2 separate regions of the Mus musculus genome follow, and region 2 is linked to region 1. Evidence: chromatin contacts called from public capture Hi-C data. All regions are on one chromosome and are shown on one strand. The core of a region is the stretch at or near the end of the contact, and the rest is flanking DNA. Distances in the headings are between cores, read along the strand shown. Region 1 holds the start of F7 (coagulation factor VII). Region 2 holds the start of 2810030D12Rik (RIKEN cDNA 2810030D12 gene).

Region 1 (5,417 bases), core at 1,119-3,618:
TGTAACTTACCATGTCAAACTGAACCAGATAAGTCAGCAGTCTCATAGATGTACAAAATTTTAATTGATCATTAATTTATCATGGTTATTGCACCAGGAGTTTAAAAACAGTTTTCAACCAGATAAAGCATGTGTATCAATCTTCAAAGCAAAAATTTTAAGTATCCTCATCCAAGCAGAAATCAAAGAGAGGTGAGCAAGAGCCTTCCTAGCATACAGGACAAACATGAGGACACCTCACTATTGAGATCACTCACTAGAATAGGGACTAGCACAAAGGAGCAAGAAATGAATCTGGTGGATTGAAAGTACCTGCTCCTAACCAGGAAATTCAGGAGCATTCACACATTGTTAACAGTAGAGTCCTCGAGGCTAATACACAGAGCAAAACAGACCCAGAGAAGACACAGACCCAGAGCAAGACAGGGATCCAGAGCAAGATACAGATCCAGAGCAAGACACAGATCCAGAGCAAGACACAAATCCAGAGCAAGACACAGATCCAGAGCAAGACAGATCCAGAGGAAATAAAAGTGATACTGACCTTTCTGATTCAGATCAGCTCTCTAGTTCTTAAACTTCAAGTTACTGGTGGCATTGCCACTGGTCCCCAACCTTGCAGGGTGTCAGAACCCACAGGCATCATCAAACTCTGTGATTAGGACTGCTCCAAAGATTCTGCTTCCCCATGGAGTGAGGGAGCCTGCATCTGTGTAGGTGTCATGGATGATGTGAGTGTGAAGGTGTAGCGTGCATGTATACAAGGGTGTGCATAGGCTGTGTGTGGAGTGTGTGCATAGGTGTAAGAATGGTATGCAACTGTGCAAAGACAGTGTGCATGTGTACAAGTCCATAAGGAAGTGTGAGCATAATGTATGTGTGTGTCCCCAGGTAATTCTGAGCCCACTGTCACTTACGGGTCTCTCATGTGTGTCACATGTACAAGGGTGAGGCTGACATGTAGCAGCATGCTGAGGGTTCCAGTCCTGTTCTGCAGACTGTGGGGGAGCCCTTGGGGAGCTGGCTGGGGATGAGGCTTAGTGCTTCCTATCCCAGAGAAGGGGCAAATGGTCCCTGAGCACATACAAGGAATATCCACATAAGAAGGACTCCCGGATCCCAGAAGAAGCCTGTTTATCTTTCCTGAGAAGGTAAGTGGGGAGGAGTCCAAAAGACGGACAGACAGTGACCCCATGCTATCCCTCCATGTGTCTGCACTATGTATGTACAGTGCTAATGGTACCCATGGTACAGGTGTGAAAAGAAGACCAAGCAAACAAGGCCCCTGCAGGTCCAAATGGGATCCTTGACGCCTGAGACGCAGGAGCCAGCCAAGGCACGTGCCACAGGGAGGTCGCCATCTGCTGAAGAACTTTAGCCAGAGCCCAAGCACCAGGCGGGCTCAGCATCTGTCCTCTGAAGCAACTCCAATTGTTCTGCTGCTCCAGAAAGCTAAATACACAGTTCCTGGAACTCAATAGGGAAGAGAATCCTGAGACCAGGTCCAGCCTCACATAAGAGAGCTGGGATGAATGGCTGCCATCTCCTCTCATGTCCCTGGAGTTACCCTGTCACGAGAGCATTGGATTTTACTGGGTGAAATTTGACCTCTATCCCAGAAGAAGCAACTGGGGTCCCAAGTGTGAAGGGACCCCAGGAGTCAAAGGTGCCCCTGGGGTACACCATGCTGGCAAAGATTAAAGTCCCTGACTAGAGAGGGAGAGGTACTGTAGTGTCCCACAAATGAGGTCTGACTCCCAAAAGAGTGGTCCAGCCTTGTACTGCCCCCTCCCTGAAAAGAACATTTTCCTCAGAGGGTCCAACTGAAGCCCACAGTGTAGTCTAGGAGGCTGCATGACCATAAACCGAGTGTCCTTGGGCTAGATCCAGTTTTTACACAGAAAGTTTCACGTGCTGAGAAACCTTGTTGATCTCAGGCAACCCAGTGTCCACAACTCCACCTGGAGCCTGGGCCAGAGGACACAAAGGGACAAGTCATGGGCCACCTGCCGATAGCTGTTTCCACAGTGTGGGAAGAGGAGGGGCAGGGCAGCCCTTGAGAGCCATTGACGGCTGCACAGCCCAGGTCTGCCCTACAGGTCTTTTCCAGGTCATAAGCCCATACCCTGTGCTTTAACAATGTCATCACTGTGAATATGGACATCCATCGGTGGGTGAGCTCTGTTCACACCTCCGGTCTGAGCCCACATTGCCTGCCTTAGCTTTCCTCTTTCCCTGGATGTACAAGTGCCAGAGACATAAGTGGCAGCCTCCAACCGGCCTCCATGCTTCCAGCCAATGCTCCAGCTTTCTCCACCCCTCTCCCCTCCCCCCTGACCTTTGCCCTCCCGGCAGCATCTGGACAGTCACCAGCCAGAAGCCACAGTCTCATCATGGTTCCACAGGCGCATGGGCTGCTGCTTCTCTGCTTTCTGCTCCAGCTCCAGGGACCTCTAGGGACTGCAGGTATATATGTCTGTCTGTCCGGGGAGGGTTTCTCTGTGCATGGAGTTGCTGCTCTTTGCAGAGGCAGCTGGGACATCAACAGGAACCCCCTCATGAGCAGCACACTTGATGTGTGTCCCTGACAAAAGCAGATAGCATCTGGATGCTTGCCACCCGGAAATAGGCAGCTCTTCACAGGGGTGGGATCTTTGGCTGTCGTCCTCCAGAGACGTTTTAGAAGTAGGGTGCTTTCCTGCCCTCTATGGACACAGACACTTGCCTGTGAAATTAGAGCCTGGGGGTCACTCAGTACAGAGCTCTGTGGCAAGGGGTCAGATGTGTCAGAACAGCCACAGGGCAACTGCACTAGAGGGCTCGCTCACTGCCTTGGCTCTACATCCACATCCACAGCCCCTCCCACCAAGTCCCCCACCACATACATACATGTGTGCCTCTAAGGCCTTGGGGGAGAAAGCTCGTAGTTATGAATCACAAGTTGCAGTCTTACAGAAAGAGATGCTGCCAGGAACATTCCCATGCATAGTGACATGGGTGGTCGAGCCAGTACTGTCCCCCTTGGAAGCCCATGGCACATAGGGATTGCAGTGGATTCTCCTGTGGAACTGAGTGACAACAGGAGCAATGGCTTTCCCAAGTTCTCTGCAGTGGTATGGAAGACCTTGGGGTCAGGTTTGCTTTGGATCTCCAGGAGATTGGCTGAAGTAAATTTACCTTCTCCTAAGGGCCCACCCCTTACACAATCACTTGCTGTAGAAGTGTATGTGTCCCAGTGGCTGGTGGCATATGGATCCTTCTCTGCCTGGTGAAGGACATTGATTGGTCCAGTTGGACAGTGTCTCCATCCTCTCTAGGAACACCAGAGAGTGTTCCTCGGCCCTTCCTCTTCCCTCTCTCTGTCCCTTCCCAAAATGGTTTATCTGACTTCCACTCTTGTCCTTCCAAGGGACCCTCCTCTGGGGTGTACCAACGTCCTCCTGGTAAGCAGAGCCACCTTTCAACCCCACCTAGACCCAGCTCCTCCCAGTAAGGCCCTCTGAGCCTCCTCTGCATAGGGAAAGCCTGTCTCTGTTAGCCCTCCTCCTGAATACATTGGATGCTATTGGGTCTTCCATAACTGCCTTCCTTCAAGGCTCTTCTTCCCATCTCAGTTACACGTCTTCCCGTCCACAGATATCCCAGGCACACAGTTTATGTGACACAGTTGTCATATGAGGACTTTGAGGGCCTCAACACCATCCTTGGTTTCCACCCCTGACTACCTTTAGGTGATTTAAACATCTGCACCCCATCTCCACACCCACTCCTGGGATTCAGACCCAAATCTTTGCTTTTCCAAAGCCAAGTGTGGAACACTGTCTTCTAGTTTCTGTCGAGGTCACTGACATTCAAGGTCGTGTGGTAGAGGCTGCATCTGAAACACTTCCAATGTAGAAAATCACAGGACTCAGAACCCCAGGTGAGGCAGCTGTGGCCATGGTACCCAGGGCTAATGCTATGTTATGGTAAGATCTGAAGCCCCAGGGCTATGACTTGAGATTCTTCGATTGACTCCCTGGACACAGGATAGAGGACACAGATGGGAGAAGAGAGGGAGATTTAAATATATGTTTGTGCACACATTTTATGAGTACCCAAGAAAGGGGTTGCACAATGTGTGATTAACTGTCTCTTTGTGGCTTGGTGTCACATGTAAACCTCGTGTTCACTGGCCTCACAGGAGACCACACCATTTGGCAATCTCGTTACTACCGATGTGTCATTTCGTGACCTTTTGTAAGCTCTCCAAGCATCTTCTCATTATAAATTCCTAAGAGAGATATAGGAGAAATGCCAAATCACATGGATATGGTAAACTTTCATCTCATCTAATAAATATGTCACCATATACTTCTACATAATACTGTGCCATGTTCTCTGTCACCATCAATGAAAGACACACCCATTTTTCTTAAAGATATATTTATTTAATGTATATGAGTACACCGTAGCTGTCTTCAGACACACCTGAAGAGGGCATCAGATCCCATTACAGATGGTTGTGAACCACAATGTGGTTGCTGGGAATTGAACTCAGGACCTCTGGAAGAGCAATCAGTGCTCTTAACCGCTGAGCCATCTCTCCAGCACAACACATCCAATTTTAAATTCAGCTGTGCCTGGTCTGTGTCATTCCCTGTGACCTTCAGCCCACAGAAGATGGTAAGCCATTGACGGAAACAACCTATGCACCTTCCGTTCCTTGAGGTGAACAGGAACTCTTTGGTCCCCACCAAAGAGTGGAATGGAAAAAGATTAATGTGGATCAGTTGTTCCCATCACTGCGGGAGATGGGTGTTTCTGCCACTGAGAGATCTGGTGTGGGTGGTTTTCATGGGCTGACCCAGTGTGGTTTCCTTCACTCACTGGAATGATCCAGTGTGGCTGTTTCCATTCCTGATGGGACCAAGAGTGGGTGGCTTCTGAGCAGCTTGAGGGAAGCTGCCAGGAGCACATGAGACCTTCTGTTTCTCAGTTTTCATAACCCAGGAGGAAGCACATGGTGTCCTACACAGGCAAAGGCGTGCCAACTCACTCCTGGAGGAGCTTTGGCCCGGCTCTCTGGAGAGAGAGTGCAATGAGGAACAGTGCTCCTTTGAGGAGGCCCGGGAGATCTTCAAGAGCCCTGAGAGGACCGTGAGTGCCCCATCTCGTGCCTGCTCTTGTGTAACACACTGAGACTGGAAGGAAGTGAGCTGGGGATTGTGAGGGTCACACCTATGTCTCTGGATCTGTCTCCCCCTCACTGCGGAGGCTGCCACTCAGTACTCATAGATGGACAGGAACCCTGACACACACAGGTTTCTCTCTCAACCATGCCACAAGCAGTTTTACAAGAAATACAACTCATAAACTACACTGGCTGTGTCTCCTATTTTCCCAGAGGGGAATCCCTTATTCCTTACGGGCTGCCC
Region 2 (5,664 bases), core at 1,724-4,223, 170 kb after region 1:
CAACTCTCACCCTGCCTCTGAGGCTCCGTCCCTCAGTCCCAGGGTCTGCCAGGAGCCAGACACATCTGTTTACACCAATTATACCTGTTACCATAATTACAGCCTAATGGATATTACATAATCAAAGGAATATTAAAACGATGGTTAAAGCAGGTTAAACTTTTTTTTTTTTTTGAGATTTATTTCTAGCCAGGCCTGGTGTGGTGTCATGCATACTTAATTTCAGTCAGCACTCAGAAGATAGAGGCAGGTGGGGTTCTGTGAGTTTGAACTCAGTCTGGTCTACACAGAGAGTTCTATTCTATGCTAGCTCTGGCTGCACAGTGAGACACTGTCAAAAAAAAAAAAAAAAAAAAAAAAAAAAAAAACGCGGCAAGGAGCAAGGAGACAGGCCCTCTCTATGTAGCCCTGACTGTCCTTTCTATGTAGACCAGGTGGGCCTCAAACTCCCATAGACCCACCCAAGTGATGGGATTAAAGGCGTGTGACGTGTGTGTGTGTGTGTGTGTGTGTGTGTGTGTGTGTGCATGCATGTCACATGTTTACATGTGACTATGTGTGCCCACAAAGGCCAGAGCCATTGGATTCCCAGGAGGCTGTGACCCACCCCATACAGGTGCTGGAAATTGGCCTCAGGTCCTCTGGAAGAGCAAGAAGCACTGTACCTCTTAACCTCTGAGCCCTCACTCCAACCTAGCAAGTTAAAATTTCAGAGAGTTGAGACAAATGTTCAAAAGCAAAGCAAACCTGAAGTAGGTACTAGACTACTGCGAACCAGGCCTAGTGGCTGAGACCTGCAGAGGGTCACAGGTTCAAGGCCTCTCTGGGCCTTGAAAGCTGCACTCACGCTGGCATGTGTAAGAGACCTGCATAGACCTATGTATTCCAGGGATAATCGGTCTGGCCTTACCGATCCTCCTAGCCACAGGAGCTACTTCCTGTACTGACGTGCTCCAGGGGACACATTAAGGCAATCCCCAGTGTTACTTCTGTGGTAGACTAGAGCCTGGGGTGGGAGGGAAGTGGCTTCATTGTGTATCTTTCTGTATAACTAAAATGTTCACTGTGGGCATGAACTATGTATTAAGTGTAAATAAAACTTCTAACCTTAGAAGACTAAAAAGTAGTGTTTGTTGAAAACATGCTTGAACACGGAGAGAGTAAGTGCAAAGGGAAAGATGATATAGGGAACACATTAGCTCACAGAGACAGGGAACACGTTAGCTCACAGAGACAGAGAACAAGTTAGTGCTCAGAGACGACCGCATCCCCTCTGCCTTTACACTTGCCCCTACCCCTATGCTTGGGTCATCATGAATTTTGAGCAGCCAATCCCCCCAAGGTCACACTGTAGGTCTGTCTACCTGGCCACCTGGCAAACACCTTCAGGCACTCCTTTAACAAATATGAAGTCCCTATTATCTCAATGAAGCGATGAGGATTCCACAGCAAAATAAACAAAAAGCCCTGCAAGCAGGGAGGGGCCTTTGGTTCTACAGAGAAGAAAAATGACTATCAAGAATGGTATAGGGGAAGGAAAAAAAAAAAAAAAAAAAACGCTTGGAGAGGCATGGTAGTTCCTGTTCAGAGAAAGAGGAAAGTTTGTCTTGGAACTGGACTTCCAGGAGCCCAGCCCTAGGTACCCCACCCCTACCCATCTCTGAGAGATAGGCGCTGTTCTAACCCCCCTCAGAACACAAGGCCTTCTCGAGGCTTCCCAGGAAATATGGACTTTGCCCATCTACAGTTAAGAGGGCGTGGTGACCATGGAGAAAATTCAACCAGGTAAGGAGCTCTCCCATCTGCTGTGTGGCACAAACACACCCTCCTAGGGGGTCTCATGATGTCCCAGAAGTCGCGCTTGGGGGTGGTGGGGTTCAACTATAGAGGGGTCCAGTTCCTATGGAAATGCAGTGTATGCTCGTGTGCAGGGTAGTGATGGTGTTCGTAGGTCTGGCTTTGGGAGTTCCGGCTGGTGGGGATCCTGCTGCTGAGGAGTCCCATTTAAAGAGGGATCCCTCTACTGCGGGGCGGGGGAGTCATGCTCACAGGTTTCACAGGGTTCTACTGTTGGGGAGTCATGCCATAGGGACTGTAACTACTGCAGGGTAACAGCTACTGCTGGGAGGTCCTGCAGTCCAGAGGTCTCGCTGGGGGTCTCGCCACAGGGGTTCTGGCCCTTGGGAGAAAGTCCTGTTTGTTTGAATGGCCGCTATGCCAGCCAGCATCAGGCCTCTCACCTGTCACGCTTTTCCGGACACCACCGTTTCCTTTTAGAAGTTTGGACCATTTGATCGCCCTCTTGGTGAGTATCACCAGGTACGTGGAAAAGAATTCTTCATAAGCCGCATAGTCAAAGTCTTCGGGCCTTTCAAACCCATACGGATCGATCCTACAAACAAAAAGAACCTGTTTCCCCGAACCAAGTTTCCGCGCCTGCGGGGATGCGGCTGGGGTCCAAGAGCTCCGACACCCGACACCCCTCGGTCCGCCCCTCCGTCCATCCTCAGTTCACCTTCCCTTCCTCTCTTCCTCCCCTCCTCCATCCCCTCCACCCCCTCATGCCCCTCGCTCTCCGTGGACCAGAGCGCGTCCCCCGCGCAGCATCGACTGGCTCAGACCCAGTCCGGAGAGGGCGCCCAGCACCCCGCGCGCGCGGCCTCCGCACCCACCTGGGCACCCGAGCTCGCGCCGCCTGCGCGCGCTCTGCGGGATCCATGCGGAGAAGGGCCAGGGACCGCGGGACTCACAACCTCTGCAGCCCCGAGCGCTGGACCCCGGTGCGCCGCTGGCCCCGGGGCGCGCGAGTGCTTCCGGCGGGGGCGTGGCCGAGACGGGGGCGGGGTGGGGACGAGGGGCGGAGTCAGTGGGGGCGGGGCGGGGTAGAGTGGACGGAGCGGGGCTGGGGTGGGGGCGGTGTCGGAGATGGGAGCGCCTAGGGACCCGAACCGAGTGCACCTGCTGCAGCCTGGCACTAGGGATTTGAAAATCCATGGAGATGGAAACCTATGCCGAGGTTAGAAGACCTGGATCCACTTTGCAGGATTTTAAATATCCTTCAAGCCTCAGTGCCTGGCAGACTGGACTTTGGACTTCGGACTTCCAGCTCCGATGCTGAAAAAGGAGGGTTTTTTTGTTTGTTTGTTTTTCCACTTTGCTTCCTTGCTTGTCGAGGCTGAGAACATACGGTGTTTTTGAGGGCCACCATCAAAGGGTACTCGCTTCTCCAAACCTTGGAACCCGAGGTCTAGCCTTGGAAAGAGTTGCCGCCTTACCATCTCTCCTCGCCTAGGGAAGCCCCAGCTGTGTGCGCTACTGCAGGGTCACAGTGCCGCGGTGCCGAGCTTCTTTCGTGGTCCCTGTCGCCGTCCGTTTCTTGAGATTTCAGACTCTGGGCTTGGAAACCAGTTGACTGCCTTTCTTAGCGAGGTGCCCTCGGAAACCTGTGGAGGAATGTTTGGATTATGAATGCTCACCGTGCCGAGGTAAAGCATAGGGCTTTGGCGCCTTCGGGCCCTGTGGTCAGCGGTGGGACGGATCGGACGTTGCAGAAGCACTTTTCTGTGGTGTTTAGAAGGTGCTACCCACCTTCAGCTGACTGTAGTTGGAATGACCCTCAGCTGGACTTTGGGAACTCACTTGAACTAGTTAGAAACTTCAAAGTACCTAGCAGGAAGCGGCGGGGGTGGGGTGGGGGTGGGATTAGAATTTAGCCTGGTCCACTGGGACACTTGGATACCCCACTGTAAATGATCCTGACCTCAGCGCCAAGAATACAGGCAGCACCCGGTGGGACCGGTTCTCTCTCTCTCTCTCCCTCTCTCTGTCTCTCTCTCAAGGCTACATACGCAGCTCTGCCCTTTACTTCATTTTCTCTAGGTTTTGAGACTACTGTAAGACAGATGAGAAAACCTGAGGTTTGTATTGCTTTCCCTCCTCCTTGCTTTGACCAAACTCTGCTGAACAAGGATTCTCTACCAAAGCCTTGGTGCCTCCATCTTTCTTTCTTTTATTTTGTATTTATTTATTTATTTTATTCTTTTTACTTTCTTTTATTGGGGGGGGGCAGTGTCTCACTGTGTAGCTCTGGTTGGTCTGGAACTCACTATGAACACCAGGCTGGTATTGAACTCAGAGAGATCTACCTGTGCCTGCCTAACACACACACACACATCCTGAGCAATGGGAATAAAGGCACATGCCACCATATCTAGCCCCATCTTTCTTTTAGAATACAGCAAGAAATGAACCTGAAAATCCAGTTAGAGCTGCAGATTTGAGCTTCTCTGTTGACATTGGATGAAACTTAGTGCTGGCATGAGCAGAACCCCAAATTCTAGCTCCCACAGTCGCCCAGAGTGCTTGCTGCCTCTGGGGAAAAACGTGCAGAGATCAGCTCAGCCCAGCAGTGAACAGTGTTTTAACACCAAGTGTCCTTGCCAGTGCTCTGACCTTGACCTTTCCCCAGTGGTGACTCAGACCACAGACTGGACTACATTCTCTTCATACACAACTTTCCCCTTGGTCTGACCACACAGAGCTGGAACATTTCCTCCTCCATATTTCCTCCTCCTCCTCCTCCTCCTCCTCCTCCTCCTCTTCTACCTCTTCTTCCCGCTCCTCCTCCTTCTTGTTGATTTAGTTGGTTAGTTGGTTAGTTGGTTGGTTGGCTTTTTGAGACCTGGTCTCTGTCTGTACTTCTCTATCCTGGAGCTCACTATGTAGACCAGGCTGGCCTTGAAACCACAGAGATCCTCCTTCTTCTGCCTCCCAAGCCTAAGTCTTTCTTCCCTGTGACTTCCCTGTGACTGGCTGTTGCAACCAAAACAAATAAAAGAGACATTTGCAAGGTCAAATATGATAGCCCCCTCCTTGTCCCTTTTCCATGTCCAGCTCCCACCTCTCAGTCCGGCACCCTAGCCTCCAAATGACATCTCTAATACCCCTCTCTCTGTGACTCTTGCCCTTCTGCTGATGGAGCCTGGGAGTCCCACATGGATCCCTGGAGTGGTCCTGGCCTGTGGCTCTCATGCAGGCTGGGAAACATCTATGGGCCTCCTACACTTAAACTTGAGAATGAAGGCATGCTCTCCACTGTGAGAGTTTCACGGTCAAACATGACCACAGGGTGGGATGCTGGCACTAGCCGAAGTTAGTTCGATAAGAACAGCTGCCCTGGAGGAAGAGTGGGGAGGGAAGATAGAAGGCTCCAGCAGAGGTTGGTCCTCTTATCTCACCAAGCTCCCCTATGGGGCTAGGAAACCTAAAGGCTGAGTGCCTCTAAATAAGTAGCCTCTCTCACTGCATACCCACCTCCACCATGTATCTTAACATAGCCTGACCCACAGTGGCCCACAGTGGTCCTCCATACCCTTCCCAGTCCTAAGCTACCTTCTGAAGAAGCCACTCTAAAGCCTGGGGTAGACAGCACGGGGCAGTGCAAACTCAGCACAAGGACCCAGGGTCTGAGAGAAATCTAGCTTTACTTCAGGAGTTAAGCATTTCTGAGGCTGTTCCCTCAGAGTAAAGCAAATGGAGACAGACCCAAGAAGAGTGGATGAGGCATTGCTGTGGATGAATAAAGATGGCAACAGCTGAACCCACTGACATGTCTGCAGTACCAACTACCTAGGTGACCAGCCAGACTGCATCAGCTCCCTGGTT

The links. Capture Hi-C pulls out chosen DNA fragments and counts their contacts.
Region 2: a capture Hi-C map of macrophages shows a contact between it and region 1, with 3 times the contacts expected there. The contact joins the promoter of 2810030D12Rik here to the promoter of F7 in region 1. A contact is called at or near these places in 7 of 39 promoter capture datasets (the 3T3-L1 cell line, cranial neural crest, embryonic stem cells and 4 more), 2 of 484 Hi-C or Micro-C datasets (liver and uterus), 2 of 115 datasets of contacts at active chromatin or transcription factors (bone marrow-derived dendritic cells and embryonic stem cells) and 4 of 9 other capture datasets (adipose tissue, liver, macrophages and 1 more).

What each region holds. Positions count from the first base shown.
Region 1 is chr8:13,023,666-13,029,082 of GRCm38.p6, forward strand. F7 (coagulation factor VII) reads left to right here and starts at 2,369. Exons shown (of 8, transcript NM_010172.4): 1 at 2,369-2,466; 2 at 4,979-5,139. The coding sequence starts at 2,394.
Region 2 is chr8:13,197,809-13,203,472 of GRCm38.p6, forward strand. It overlaps 2810030D12Rik (RIKEN cDNA 2810030D12 gene), which reads left to right and starts at 2,974. Exons shown (of 2, transcript NR_166508.1): 1 at 2,974-3,485; 2 at 3,880-3,982. Grtp1 (GH regulated TBC protein 1) reads right to left here and starts at 2,816. Exons shown (of 8, transcript NM_025768.2): 1 at 2,673-2,816; 2 at 2,241-2,392. The coding sequence starts at 2,719.